5 separate regions of the Sus scrofa genome follow, and all the other regions are linked to region 1. The links are chromatin contacts, called in public Hi-C and HiChIP or PLAC-seq maps. All regions are on one chromosome and are shown on one strand. The core of a region is the stretch at or near the end of the contact, and the rest is flanking DNA. Distances in the headings are between cores, read along the strand shown.

Region 1 (2,700 bases), core at 180-2,679:
GACCCCTCCAACGTCCTCACAGGCCTGAGAGGCTGCAAAGACAGAGCTGCCGTCAGCCAGGACTGCGAAGGCCGTGGTTCGAGTTCAGTGGGGGGAGCCTATGAATTTAGTCTGAACATACTGAGTTTGAGTCCATGCGGTAAAAAAACAAAACAAAATAAAACAAAACAGAACAAATTTAAAATGAGCAGAAGAGGCGTTCCCATCATAGGTCAGCAGTCAATAAACCCGACAAGTATCCATGAAGACGCAAGTTCAATCCCTGGCTTTGCTCAGTGGGTTAAGGACCCAGTGTTGCCTTGAGCTGTGGTGTAGGTCCAAGACGCAGCCTGGATCTGGCATTGCCGTGCCTGTGGCGTAGGCCGGCAGCTACAGCTCCGATTAGACCCCTAGCCTGGGAACTTCCATATGCTGTGGATGCAGCCCTAAAAAAGATTTTAAAAAACAAAAAACAAAAAGATACATGGACCCTTATGTTCACTGCAGCATTATTTACAACAGCCAAGACATGGAAGCAACCTCAATGTCCATCCACAGAAGAGGGGATCAAGATGTGGTCCATACAGACAATGGACTATGACTCGGCCACAAAAAGAATGAAATAAAGCCACCGGCAGCGACGTGGATGGGCCTAGGGGTTCTTATACCAAGTGAAGGAAGTGAGACAAAGACCACACGAGATCACCAACGCATGGAATCTAAAAAGTGAAACAAGAGAACTTGTTCACAGAACAGATATTCCACGCAAAGATCCTGAAACCAAATTTGTGGTCACCAAAGGGGAGACATTCGGGGCAGGGGGGACGGGGAGGCTGGGGTTCGCAAGTGTGCACAACACACACCACATGCATCGTCACGGGGCCCCACCGCGTAGCTCGGGGCTCGAGCCCGTGGTCTGTGACGGCCTGTGTGGGGAAGACACAGGCCGTCACAGGATGGACGTACCCAGAAACGCAGGGCTGATTCCCTCTGCTGCACCCCGGAAACGAACACAACACTGCGAGGCATCTACAAGCCGGCAATGCTAATCACACGTAAAAACCCCTGGAGCCGCGGCTGATGGCGGGTCGGACCCTGCGGGGGGCTGGGGAGAGCGGTCTGGGCTGAGGGACACCCGCGCAGGGCAGCCCGTGTTTCCCGGCGCTCACACAAACCAAGCGCGTGGCAGCCAGAGGCAGACGTCCCGGTGCCGCAGCGACACGGAGCAAGAGGGTAGGAGACAGGCACGAACGAGGGACGAGGGACGCGTGCGATCTCATCCCCCTTTGCCTAACGGTTACCTAACACCCGGCCGGCGTCTCAAAACACTCTGTTCTCAAGGGCTGTTTGCTGGGCTGTGACGCCAGCTCTGCAGCTTTACAGGAACGTGAGGAATGTGCAGAAGCCTGGGAAAGAGCAGCACTGAGCCGCCTACGGGGAAGGACGGGCAAGCCCAGCGAGGCCAGAGGAAGTGCAAGGATCCAGCCCGAGGGCGCCTGACAGCAGCTGCTCCGGTCGAAGAAGGCCGGACACGTGAACGCAGCCTGCCCCCTTCAGGCCAAAGGGATGAAAAGGACATGAGCTTTCGGCGTGGCAGAAAGACTGAGATTAAAAACAACAAGGGGACAAACTCCAATTTAACACCTGCTACGGGAGGGGTTGGTCCCGGTGCAACTGCATTTCCGGACACGTTAAGGCCCGTGAGGCACATCCCATTCCGTGAACCAGGACAGGGATTCTAGGAAGTGCCCGAGTAGACGGGGCTAAGGAAGCAAAGCGCCTGTTCTTTAAAACCCATCAAATTTCAGAGTCCCCATCACGGCACAGCAGAAGCGAATCCGACTAGGATCCATGAGCTTGCGGGCTCGCTCCCTGGCCTCGCTCAGGGGGTTAAGGATCCGGCGCTGCCGTGAGCTGCGCTGTAGGTCACAGACAAGGCTCAAATCCCGCATTGCTGTGGCTGTGGTGTAGGCACAGCTGAGGCTCCAACTGGATCCCTAGCCTGGGAACCTCCCTATGCCGCAGGTGCGGCCCTAAAAAGCAATAAATTAATTAAATTAAACATATCACATTTGCTAACAGGAAAACTGATAAGCGTAGGACCCAACAAAACCTTTTTCCCTAGCTTTTTTAAAAATTAGAAGAGGTTCTTATTTTCTAGTATATCCTCATAAAGCAGAATAAGCCAGTCTGAAAATTCTCTTTTAGTCCTAAGCAGTCGTGAGGTTTAGACTGATGAACACAATCACACCACCACCAGGCACCAAGAAGCACATACTATTTTTCAGAGAACAAGCAGCTTCTATTTTGCTATCCTACAGTGAAATACATACTCATCTTTCTAATGCTACAGCTTCCAAGTCCCCTTCAAGGAGACGAACCCCCAAAGCCTCAGGCCGTGTCTCCTTGCAAAGCTCCTTCCCCCACCTTGACCCGCCTGGGCTGCTCACTCCCTGCTGGGAATGGACCCTGGCCCAGGCCTCACCCGCCCCTGGGTCACCTGTCCCCATGCAGACGAGGCCTCCTGCCCACGACCAACCCGAGGATCGCCCTGGGTCCTCACTCTGGCCGCACTGTGGGTCACGGAGAGCACTGCAAGGGAGCCGGGCCCTCTGGGAACCTGCAAGCCCCTGACTCCTCTCCCTTCTCTGAAAGTGTACTTTTGCCTTGATAAAGGTGTAAAATGTCTACCTTCCCGTGCTTTGCTATGGGAGACGGGGA
Region 2 (2,700 bases), core at 32-2,531, 180 kb before region 1:
GATTCCATTCCTCTATGGCATCACATTACTCGGGATTCTTTTGGGCTGCAAATGACAGAACCCAACTCAAGCTCATGTCAGTAAAGGGTGTTTGCTGGATGATTTAACTGCAGTGGGCTTCAGGAACAGCTGGATCCAGGAACTCAAATGATATCACTGGGCTTATCTTATTTAGACTAAGCTTGATTTCACCTGCGTTGACTTTGCTCGGGAGTGCTAGTCTTAGGGTGACGGGGTCCCTGGAACTTCCAACTTGGAGGATTGGGGTCATTCTGTCTTTGTTGTTTCCAGCAAAATCCCAGGCAGGACTTTGATGCCGGTCACAGGCTTGTCCCTGAGCTGTTTTCTGTGGGTGAGGAAACACAGTCCTCTCATTGGCTGTCCTGGGGTCCCATGACGATCCTGGGGACGGCGGGGCTGTAAAAACAGCCACAAAAGCTGCTATGTGCTGTAAGAGTGGAAGGAGGTTTCGCTAAAGGAACTCCTGAAAGAGGGGTTTGGTTACCAGGTGAGGAGGAGATTGTCTGGGAAGGCGAGGTCCGTCCGCGCCCGACAGTCCTGAGGCTGATTCCTGACGTCACCCCTGGGAGAGGCTTCTTGCTTTCCAGGACCCCTACACCTCAGGCCAGGGAGGTCCCACAGGGCACACAGGGCTAGGAACACAGTAGGTGCTCAATACATGTCTGGGCTGTGGACATACACGGCAGGAACCTGCAACTGGGCGCATCACTGCATCCTGCCTCGTACCATCCAGGTTGGATGTCTCACCTCCGCGGGGGTCCGTGTGGGAGACCCAGGGAGGCAGGGTGGGGTTGCGAGGCCATTCCCACCCCTGCGGCGGGACATGCTGCCCTTTGGGGGTGGCCTGGGTGGCCCCCGAGCGTGCGTTCTCTAAAGCTGCTGCTTCCCCTTCTGCTCCCATCAGCCCAGATCAAGATGCACGTGCCTTGGACGCTAAGGGACATTGCCTGGGGGCTGGTGTGTGACAGACTGGGCCACGTCTCCGTAGGGAGGGCTGGGGGCTGCTGCGCCCACCAGGCCAGCCTCTGGGCTCCAGGGCCAGGACCCTTGGTTCTCTGCTCTCAGGGGAGCACCGAGGCCTGCAGGTCCTCAGCAGCCAGCTTAGAGGCTGGGTGGGAGCAATTCCAGAATCTCAGGCATTTGGAAATGAAGCAGCTGCTGGGCCTGGCGGCCCCAGTGGCCCTCCCCTAACCGTGTGTCGGATCAGCTGCTCACAAAACCTGGCGCCCAGGAGGCTCGGCAGGGACATCCGAGGAGGGAAGAGTCTTCCTTAGCCAGCACTTCAGGCGGAAGCCCTTCCGAAACCTTCCGAGCCAGGGCTTCCTTCTCCTTTGCAACCTGCCTGCGTGTCTGGGTTTCCAGGGGCCGGGCTGGGCTGGAAATAGAGGTGCATTTGGTACGTTTGTTCACTTTGCAAATATTTGCTGTGCCCCACCCTGGGGGGCGGGGCTGGGCCCACACTGCCTCCCCCCGCCGCCCCCCCCACCGCCTTGTGAGCAAAGCAGAGAAACTGGAGCCTTGGGGCAGCTCAGGTCAAGTGAGGAAGCCAGAAGAGGAGCAAAGAGAAAAGAGAGCAGCAAATTCGCAGACGAGGAGGCGTAGATAAGCAGAATATGGGGAGAGGCCAAGGGCGGGCTCACTTTTCCACGTGCTGCTCGGGGCGAGGCAGCCCCCCGGGGCTGGGAGCAGGGGGGCAATGTCTCCCACGTGTGCGCTTAGGCTCCCTGGGCTCCCGCGTGGAGGACGGATGGTGGCGGGGCCACCCGTGGGAGGCTGCTGAGAGATCCGGGTGGTCCCGCGGGGTGATGTGGGCGTGCGGTCTGAGGCTCAAGCCAGTGGGGTTTCCTAAGAACCTGGACCCGACCTGAACCCCTGGAAGGGTGTGGCGGGGGGTGGGGAGGGTCCTCACACTCAGACTAGTGGATGCGGCCACGTCGGGGAAGCAGGTCTACCAGATGGCCAAGTGGAGGAAGCGAGACCGTTGTCTGGTGTCCCGGACTCGGCGGGAGGCATCCAGGAGTCAGAGCTACTGTTTACTGCAGTGAAAAAAGCCTTAACCCTGAGACCCCCGCCAGGGCCCTGCAAACATTTATCTGCATCTCACTGTGCTCCTCAGGACTCTGCTCATGCTGTGGGCTCAGGGCAGGGGGCTCCTGAGGCTGAGATCAGCCCTCAGGTGGGCAGGAGGTGGCGTGTGTTCCCTGACCTACGGGCTGGGCTCTGCCCCTCCAAGACCCCTCCGTGGGTTACGCTGCTCCTGTAGCAGAGGGCCTGAAATGCAGTGAGAAATAACAAGGTAGCCCCCCGTCCCCCCACTTTCCAGTGGGGGCTGCACCTAGACCTCAGGGTGGCAAAAGGAAGCTGCTGAGTGTGAACATGTGAGTGTGTGTGTGTGTGCCTGAGATGCATCTCATGCATTCGTGTGTGCGGGAGGTGGGCATGAGAAAAGCTTTAATTCTGAGACCCACGTGTGTTTGCATGTATGTGTGTGAGTGTGTTTGTACTTAGATCTGGTATAAAAAGGGACCTGGTGAACTCAGGCAGGAAGAATCCGGGGTCGGAGGGCCCTGCCACTAGACCTGGGATGAGCCCGCCCAGGTCCCGGCGGGGGGGGGGGCAGTGGGGGTGGTGGCGGGGGTCCTGCTGTGGGGCAGGCATGGGAACCCAGCGGGGGGCTGG
Region 3 (2,700 bases), core at 128-2,627, 220 kb before region 1:
GGAACCTCCATACGCCGCGGGAGCGGCCCAAGAAATGGCAAAAAGACAAAAAAAAAAAAAAAAAAAAAAAAAAAGGTTCCTCTTTCCAACACACCGGAAGTTTTCTTTAAACCTCGGAATGGATTTACTTTTGGCCCAAGTTCGAGTGGGTGACAGTTCCATGTTGAAAGGGAGGGCCCGGGCCCTGAGGTCTGTGGCCCACTCACCTCCGGGCACGTGGGTGGGTGGGGGAGGGGTGACAGCCCAGCGATGCCGCCCGGAGGCCAAGCTGCAGCCCTGGCCTGTCAACCCAGAGAAGTGTTTGCAGCGGTCAAGTCCACTGTGGGGGGGCCAAGGGCGTGTGGTGGCAGGACGTTCGGACTAAACTGGCACAGAGCTGACAGCCTAGAAAACCCTCCTTTAAAAGCATGAAATAGGTTAGGGCTCTTTCACCTGAAAGGAACGTGGCAGCAGGCATTTGTGGCCCGGGGCAGAGTTGGACGTAGAGGGCCAGCCTGCTGCATCTTGCTGCACCCCAGCTCCAGTCCACACCAAGAGGTCACCTTAGGTCCCAAATGTCTCTGGAACTCCAGCCAGTGAAAGGGTGCCACCTGGCACCTCCTCGTCTGACGGTCCTCTTTCCTCCATGGGCTCCTTTGCCCCGGTCCGCGGGCTATTTGTTCAGGGCTGCGGTCACGCGTGGAACTCAGGGGACCTGAACTATCTTTGCATCTCGGGGATCATGACTCCAGCCTCCCGGGGCCTCTCAGATCCACCCGAGACATGCGTGGTGGACAGGCAGCATCCTGGGTGCGCTTCAGGACCTGGGCAGGATGCCCCCCTACCCCAGCCCAGCATGGACCCCACCCCAGGGCAGCTGCCGGCTTCGGGGAGGAGGCGTTTGGTGGGAATAGATTTGTACGGAACACCAACCCCCATCCCCACCCCAAGAGAGGAGTTTACTGATAACCTGCCACCTGCCTGCAGTTTGGACTGATTTTCTTGCTTCCTTATGGCATCTTGGCTGGGCAATGGGGCCGTCCCATCCCGTAGGAGCAGAAACTGGGGCCCTGAGCGCCCGCGGATCCAAGGCCGTCAGGAGGGCAACAGCCAGGAGAGTGTGGTGCCTCCAGGGCATGAGTGGCACAGAGGGATCCCCGGCCACTGAAGGAGGCACCCAGGACCCAGTCCCCTCCTGGCTCAGCTGCCTGAGCCCCCAAGGGCAGGCCAGGCCCCCGCAGAGCTGTTTCAACACGCGTGTTCTACGTTCCAGGGCAGAGGCCCGTCTCCAAGGAGAGCGGGGCCAGCCGTGCGTCCCACAGGAAGCCAGCCCCCGTCACTGCCCTGCGGCCGGCACATTCCAGAGGCCCTCGGGGACACGGCCCTGGGCCTCCCGGGCTGGCTGCCCTCCCGCGGGGCTGGGCGGCCTCTCTCGTACGTGACTGCCCGTGAGTGCACAGGCCGTGTGTGGGTGTGTGCCGGGCCCGGGTGCAGGAGCAATGCTGTGTGGACTTGTCATCTGAAACAAACCAGTCGGCAGAGACGTCAAAGCCGCCGGCAGTGCCTGCCTGGTTGAGCCTGAACAATGATGCTTTTTTTAGCCTGACAACCTGTTAAGCGGCAGGAGCTGGGAGCAGCGGTAAAGGCGTCCCCCAGCCCGTTGCTGGAAGAGACGCCAGGCAGAGCGGGCTGATGGGTGACAGGCTGATGGGCTGACCTCGCGCTGGAGGCTGGGGTTCAGCCTGGGGTCTCCTTGGTGGAGGAGGCTGTCACTTAGCCCCTGGGACTGTTTTCAGACCTGAGGTTTCAGTGACACCTGCTGACGTCAAAAGCTTCAGGACTGGAGGCAAACCAGTAAAACAGGGCGAAGCCAACCTGCAGTTTTTCTCTCTAAAAAGACATACTAGGAAGTGAATGCTGGGAAGTAAAAACCAAGCCAGAGCTGTGGAAGGCTTGGGGTTCTTCCTAGAGCTCCAGGGGTCCCCAGCCTGAGATGGCTCTTGAGGAGCAAATGAGCTGAGGGCTGGGGTTGGTCAGAGCCTTCCAGCCCCCTTGGTGGACGTGGGGCCGCCGGGGCGGGGGGTTGGTGGGGTAACACCAAGTGATGTGCTTTCAGCCCGACAGTCAGCACGACGATGCTGCAGAACCACGTGCCCTGGGTTCTGATCCAGGGACCGGCTCTCCTGGGAGGGGCCGTGGGGGCTGCAGCCTCGGAGCAGAACCCCATGCGCGGCTGGCTCCACACTCACTCACGGGGTGTGAGCGTTGTATCAGCGGGAGGAAACTCCCACCAGGCGCCTGTTTGGGGCGCTCCCCTCGCCGGATTCTGGCTGAGCTGAGTCACCTGCATGATGGATTTGGGGATCTGACTGCACCCAAACTTTCCACTCCGCCAGGAGCACCTTGAGCCAGCAGCCTCTGCCTCCTGGAGCCTTTCCCGTCCAGGCCCGGCTCGTGCATGGCCCGGAGCTGGGGAGGGCTGGGCACCCTCGAGTCAGTGGACATGAGGCTTGATGTCAGGGCTTCCCTGTTACACAGCCCCCGCCAGGGCCCGCTCCCCGCTGCAGACCCAGCAGGCCTGCCTCGTGTGGTTGGAGTGTGGTTTCCGCCCCAGCACACCTGCTGCAGTGGCTCCACCAGGGCCATCGGGCTCCCCGGGCCCCACCCCTGGCAGCTGGGAACCTCTCTCCGTTCCCTCGGCAGATGCCCGGAGTCTGTGGG
Region 4 (2,700 bases), core at 77-2,576, 250 kb before region 1:
TTCTGGAACGTTGTTCTATTCCTTGTCATCAGCTCATCAGTTCCCTACAGACACAGCCAGTAAATCTGCTCTGATGAGACAGGACATGGGCTCAACCTTGGGCGCATCTGGAGTCTGAGCTATTGGAGTCTCTCTTTGGGAGAGAAGCTGGAGTGCCCTGCCAGGTGGATGCCGCTGGCCTTCTCTGAACAGAGCCCCAGCTGCCATTCCGGCCTCTTGCCTCCTCCTCGGGCATTTAGATCTGCTTCTCAGTGGCCACTGGGACCAGGCTGCCCTCTCCGACCCACGAGCACCTTCCTGGGGGCACCCCTTTCAAGGCTGCTTGTCTTAACAGGGCCCGGCTCCCCGAGCTGCTCTGTTTCAGCATCCTGCGGCAGCTGGGGGCATCCGAGGCCACCTGCCTCCTGAAGTCACAGCCACCCACCCAGGAAGCCCCGAGTCCTGTCACCGGGAGGAAGAGGCAGCTGGCCCCTCCCATGGCTCTGCGGGCAGGCACCCCAGCTGCCAGGCTCACCTGTCACTTGCAGACAGTTCCATTGGCCTCAGTGAGGGCCCCGGGTCCCGCGTCAGGAGGGTGGGGGGCTGGGGGTGTGACCCTGACTCCTGGGGCCACGTGCAGAAAGCCTCGCAGAGGGGAGGCACCTTTCAGCCGTCGGGTTTCGTTGGCTGCAATTTTCTAAATCGATCCTTCAACTCACAAGCAAAAGAAAATCACAGGTCCCCGCCACGCGCCACGTGGGGGGCCAGCTGCCATCTTCCAGAGATCATCACTTACTTCTCTGCAGCTGCTGCCAGTCGTGGCCACCTGTCGTCAGGGGCAGTGCCAGGCAGAGGGCTCGAGTGTATAGGCTCCTTGAGCTGCCCCCGAGGGCCACGTGCCAGCTGCCCCTGGGGCAGGCCAGATTTTTATTTTGTTTCTGTCTATGTTGACCAAAGCCCAGCACAAGTAGGTGCTTAATAAATGCTTGCTCCGTGTTTCGGTGAGTTAAAAGTCACCAGTTTCCTGAAGTTTATAGTGGTCACAAATATTTATTGAATAAGTTAATAAACCACACATAAAAAAAAACCTGTGGTTCTCAGGGTGTGAAGGGTGCCGGGGGTGGGGAGGGCACCGGGGGTGGGGAGGGTGCCTGGGATGGGGAGGGTATTGGGGGGGTGCCCGGGGTGGAGAGGGCACTGGGGGTGGGACCCCCGCTCCCTAGAGGGCCTCACAGGAAACCACGGGGCTGGCATCTTTGGAGAAGCCCGAGAATGTCCACTCCCTGTCAACAAATCCTGGGGTCATCAGAATGTCACATTTCTTTGCTTCCAGAGGAGCTTAATCATGCTGGTGACGGGATGCTGTAATGTTATCTCACAGAGACGGAAGCGGGCAGTGTGTGATCCAGGGGCGGGAGTTAACCACCTCTCGGGAAATACCATCTGCTTGAGTGTCAGTGAGGAAAAGGGAGTGGCTGCCCGGTGGCCACGCACCAGGCACCATAGATGGGAAACAGCTTTCTCTGGGCAAGTATGGTGGAGATTTCTGGTGGACCCGTGTCCGTCTTCCCTTTCTGGTTCCTTGGCCACCCAGATAACAACCACACCTCCAGATCACACCTCTTGAAGCCAGGTGAGCCGTGTGGACTGGAGAAGAGGGAGGAGTGCAGAGCTGGGATGACCAGTAGAAGTAAAGACTGTGCTTCCCCTCCCCTTGGCCCCTTCCAGCTGCTTGGAAACTAGTTGAGAAGGAAGGTGCTGGAGCAGCCACTTTGGGCCACGAGGCAAAAACTGCAGTGTGAGGAGGGCAGAGCATCGAGAAGGAGTCTGGGTCCTCGTGCACTGGAGCAACCCCAGGACGTGCATCCGGAGGAGCAAAACCTCCGTCTTGCTTCTGCTGCCGTGCGTGGGGACTTTGTTACAGCAGCGCATGCTCTGCCTTCACTCCCAGGGCACCCAGCCCTCCTGGTCTGAGTGCTTGGTGAACCCCTCTCTTGCCAGGTGAACCCCCCACCCCCACCCGAAGGCAAATGTTACTTTGGCAGTACTCACACATGACTTTCCTTTTCCAAATTTAATTTACTGGGCTCCTTTGGTGAGAAATAACATTTAAGGTATTTAAGTTAATAACTTAATTCCTAAACAAATTCCAGTATTATCACTTCCCTCGCTCCTCTCCCCTCTGCTTTTAAGTTTCTTGGCTTCTCTGTGTGCAGAGGTCAAGGCCAGGTGACTCCCAGCTCTGCGGCAGCTGGAGGCTCGGGGTTCCCACCCCCTTCTCTTCCCCACCCCGTCCCCACACCCAGGCCTCGCCAAAGGGACATGAAAGATGTGTGGGCTGCATCGGAAAGTCGCTGGCCTAGGACTTCTGGATGGTAGCAGGAACTCAGGCTGCAGGGGCCTCGGGCCCTGGATTGCTGGGAAAACTCACGTGGGACTGGAGTTCAGAGAAGGAACCTGAAATTCCAAGGGTCATTGCCTTGATTTTATTGTGTGTCCTTTTTCCGTTTTTTAAACATTAGCGGTCTCGGGACTGCTATGTTTTCTTTTGCATTTGGGCGTCTCGGTTTGGGCTGCCTGAAGTCGAAGCCCTGTTTAAGTTCAGCGCGTAAACGCACCCTCACCTCTGCCCCGTCGTGCGGACGTCTCTGCTCATTGCCGTCGTCCCTGCCAGAGGCCTCCTCGCACTCACCCTGGGCTGCATCCCGCGTGGCTGCGGCT
Region 5 (2,700 bases), core at 55-2,554, 140 kb before region 1:
TTATCTCCCACCATAGCCCCTGGCAGGCCGTGTGATGCCACCACAGCTCCCCCTGGACCCCCATGTCCCCTGCAGCCCAGGGCTGGCCTGTCCCACTCACCCCAAGTCCTCAGACCTGGCTCATGTCCTCAAGCAAGGGGTCCCCATGGGGAGACCTGGCCAGGCGGCACCCAGGGACAAGATCCTGATGACCAAAGAGGCCCCTGTGGAGGTCTGGGGCCCCCTTTAGACAGCGAACCCCAGCAGCGAGCTCGCCACAGGCCACCGTGTGCTCAGGCAGTTGACTCGGCTGCCTCCAGGGCCACATCTGTCCCGTTTCGGGCACCGCCTCCCAAACGCAAGGCCTCAGGGGCTGGTGTTGGGGTGAAGGGGGGCAGGGACAGGAGGCAGCTGTCCCCATGGCGACGGCGGCCCCTCCTGCTCCGGGGGTGTCACCAGGACTGGGGCCCAGGGCAGGGGGCTCACGGTTGCAAAGGCTCTTTTCCAGGAAACACACCCCAGTGTCAACGGCTGAGCCTCCGGGGGCTCAGATCTTAGCTTACATTCATGTTTGTCCCTTTGGAGACACGAATTTTCTCGGCCACCTTCAGTCTTGGGGAAGGGACCTGTCAGGGCCCTGCTTTGGCCGCTCTGGGCCCTTGTGGACTCGCCTCTCCCCCCCCTCCCCCGCCCAGTCTTGCCTCAGCTCCTGTCCCAGGATGCGACGTCGGGTCCTTCAGCTGCTGAGCCACAACGGGAACTCCAAAACGTCAAGCTTTTAAACAAAGGCAGGCTCCGGGCCTGGCCCAGGGCGCCAGGACCCTGGCTGGTGCTGCCCCGGATCCCACAGGACCCAGCAGGTGTGCGGACTGGAAGTTCAGGGGCTCCGAGCCTGCGGCGGGATCGCTGCCAGGAACAGACGTGGCTGCCTGGGCTTCCTGCGGAGGGAAAACAATATCCCAGCGAGGAAATCCCGGCTCCCAGGGAATTTCCCAGGCTGCGGGCGGGTGACTCCCGCCCCACGACGGGCGCGGGGCCAGGGCCTCCCGGGAGCCTCAGACCCTCTGCCAGGGGACTGTGGCTCCAGGGCCCCCGGAGACCGAGCTTCCCACACAGAGGGGAGGCTGAGAGCCTGACCACTGAACCCAGAAGTGTGTTCTAACCCGCCGCCTGTGAGTAATTAGTTATGGAGCCTGACCCCCGGGGAGGAAGAGAACAAAGACCACTTGCATCTGATTTCGCTTGAGGAAAAGTTCCACCAGTCCCCGCTGCTGCGGAGGGAGGATGCCCCAGGGAGAAAAGCGAAAGCTGCTTCCAGATTTCTCCACCTGGGAAAGTCCCTTCCGACGACAGCAGCGGCCGTGACTTCACGGGAGGGGAGGGTCGTTCCAGGTGTGGGCCTGACGGGAAATAGATGTTCCCATCCAGCTGGGTCGTCTGAGGAGTGTTTCTTAGAGGCACAATCTGCAAGAGGGTAGACAGGCCTTCGCAAGCAAGGCAGGGGTGGGCAGTGTCCTGGGGGTGGCCCAGGAGAGGCTGTGTCCCCCCCCGGACCTGAGGGAGGGGAGGAGCAGGGACTGACCTTGTAGCCACTGGGGCAGGAAAGCCCGGGGAGGACAGGGCATGGGCACACACACGCGTACACACACACACACGCGGAAAGGAGTGATCTACGTAGCAATCTAAACCCACAAACCTTCGCTCCCCTCAGCTTCGGTGGCTCAGGGAACCAGGAGGTACTCAGCTGGGTGGTTCTGACTCAGGGTTTATTCACCGCGAGGCTGCAGCCAGTTGAGCCAAGGCTGCCTCATCCAGAGGTGTGACCGGGGCTGCAGGTTCTGTTTTCTAGAATGTCTGTGTACGTGGCGGTGGGCAGGAGGTCTCTGTCCCCCACCGGTGGACCTCTCTGCAGGGCTGCCTGAGTGTCCTCACGCCATAGCCGCTGGCTTCCCCAAGAGTGAGTGACCCAAGAGAGGACGACGGAAGCCACCGTGTTGTGTGTGACCTTGTCCTGGATGTCACTGACCCTCTCAGTCCCAGTGCCGGAGGGGATTCCCAAAGGGCATGAGGGGCTCCCGGCGTGGCTCAGTGGGTTAAGAACCCGACTAGCATCCATGAGGTTGAGGGTTCGATCCCTGGCCTCGCTCAGTGGGTTAAGGATCCGGCGTTGCCATGAGCTGTGGTGTAGGTTGCAGACGCGTCTCCGATCCCACGTTGCTGGGGCTGTGGTGTAGGCCGGCGGCTGTAGCTCCGATTGGACCCCTAGCCTGGGAACCTCCATATGCCGCAGGTGCAGCCCTAAAAAAAAGAAAAAAATGGGGGGGGGGAGGCATGAGGCCCAGGAGATGAGGGCGGCTGGGTGCCAGCTTAGAAGCTAGATTCCAGTTTGAGCGAGACCGTTACCGGAGCTGGGGATCCAGTGGCCGAGGTTGAAAATGGCAGAGGTACTGAGCACCCCTGGTGGCCCCCAAACCTCCCCGCAGAGCTTAACGCATGAGAGTGCGACAGGGGGGCGTCCAGCAGGGTTGGGGGGCCCTGGGGGAGCCAGCCTGGAGGATGCGGGGCCGAGGGGAAGGGCGCCTCCCGCACCCCAAGCCCGCGCCCTGGGAGACGGCAGCTGAGCTCACCGAGGGGGACAAGACGGCAAGCGGCCTGCGAGAGGGCGGCTGCCGGGGGACACACAGCCTGCCCCCGGCGACCTGGAGTGACTGGGCATGAGTA

The links. Hi-C and Micro-C count contacts between places; a contact is called where the count stands out from the background. HiChIP or PLAC-seq counts read pairs in DNA pulled down with a chosen protein or histone mark.
Region 2: a contact with region 1 is called in an H3K27ac HiChIP or PLAC-seq map of skeletal muscle. The contact joins two enhancer-like sites. A contact is called at or near these places in 2 of 47 Hi-C or Micro-C datasets (both in skeletal muscle) and 1 of 2 datasets of contacts at active chromatin or transcription factors (skeletal muscle).
Region 3: a Hi-C map of retroperitoneal adipose tissue shows a contact between it and region 1, with 2.6 times the contacts expected there. The contact joins two enhancer-like sites. A contact is called at or near these places in 6 of 47 Hi-C or Micro-C datasets (alveolar macrophages, embryonic fibroblasts, heart right ventricle and 3 more) and 2 of 2 datasets of contacts at active chromatin or transcription factors (alveolar macrophages and skeletal muscle).
Region 4: a contact with region 1 is called in a Hi-C map of embryonic fibroblasts, with 1.6 times the contacts expected there. The contact joins two enhancer-like sites. A contact is called at or near these places in 1 of 47 Hi-C or Micro-C datasets (embryonic fibroblasts) and 2 of 2 datasets of contacts at active chromatin or transcription factors (alveolar macrophages and skeletal muscle).
Region 5: a contact with region 1 is called in an H3K27ac HiChIP or PLAC-seq map of skeletal muscle. The contact joins two enhancer-like sites. A contact is called at or near these places in 1 of 47 Hi-C or Micro-C datasets (liver) and 2 of 2 datasets of contacts at active chromatin or transcription factors (alveolar macrophages and skeletal muscle).

Annotation. Positions count from the first base shown.
Region 1 is chr13:206,578,927-206,581,626 of Sscrofa11.1, forward strand. The region is part of intron 8 of HSF2BP (heat shock factor 2-binding protein); the gene reads right to left. Among named protein-coding and RNA genes, the nearest start is that of HSF2BP, 49 kb to the right of the region's middle. Within about 2 kb of position 1,430, at least 61 of the 83 cell types and tissues checked have an H3K27ac peak or open chromatin away from gene starts, as enhancers often do. A contact at or near this core is called in embryonic fibroblasts, retroperitoneal adipose tissue and skeletal muscle, where this site is marked.
Region 2 is chr13:206,398,785-206,401,484 of Sscrofa11.1, forward strand. No RefSeq gene overlaps it. Among named protein-coding and RNA genes, the nearest start is that of SIK1, 66 kb to the right of the region's middle. Within about 2 kb of position 1,282, at least 28 of the 83 cell types and tissues checked have an H3K27ac peak or open chromatin away from gene starts, as enhancers often do. A contact at or near this core is called in skeletal muscle, where this site is marked.
Region 3 is chr13:206,357,189-206,359,888 of Sscrofa11.1, forward strand. No RefSeq gene overlaps it. Among named protein-coding and RNA genes, the nearest start is that of CRYAA, 65 kb to the left of the region's middle. Within about 2 kb of position 1,378, at least 40 of the 83 cell types and tissues checked have an H3K27ac peak or open chromatin away from gene starts, as enhancers often do. A contact at or near this core is called in embryonic fibroblasts, retroperitoneal adipose tissue and skeletal muscle, where this site is marked.
Region 4 is chr13:206,328,340-206,331,039 of Sscrofa11.1, forward strand. No RefSeq gene overlaps it. Among named protein-coding and RNA genes, the nearest start is that of CRYAA, 36 kb to the left of the region's middle. Within about 2 kb of position 1,327, at least 16 of the 83 cell types and tissues checked have an H3K27ac peak or open chromatin away from gene starts, as enhancers often do. A contact at or near this core is called in embryonic fibroblasts and skeletal muscle, where this site is marked.
Region 5 is chr13:206,437,442-206,440,141 of Sscrofa11.1, forward strand. No RefSeq gene overlaps it. Among named protein-coding and RNA genes, the nearest start is that of SIK1, 27 kb to the right of the region's middle. Within about 2 kb of position 1,305, at least 23 of the 83 cell types and tissues checked have an H3K27ac peak or open chromatin away from gene starts, as enhancers often do. A contact at or near this core is called in skeletal muscle, where this site is marked.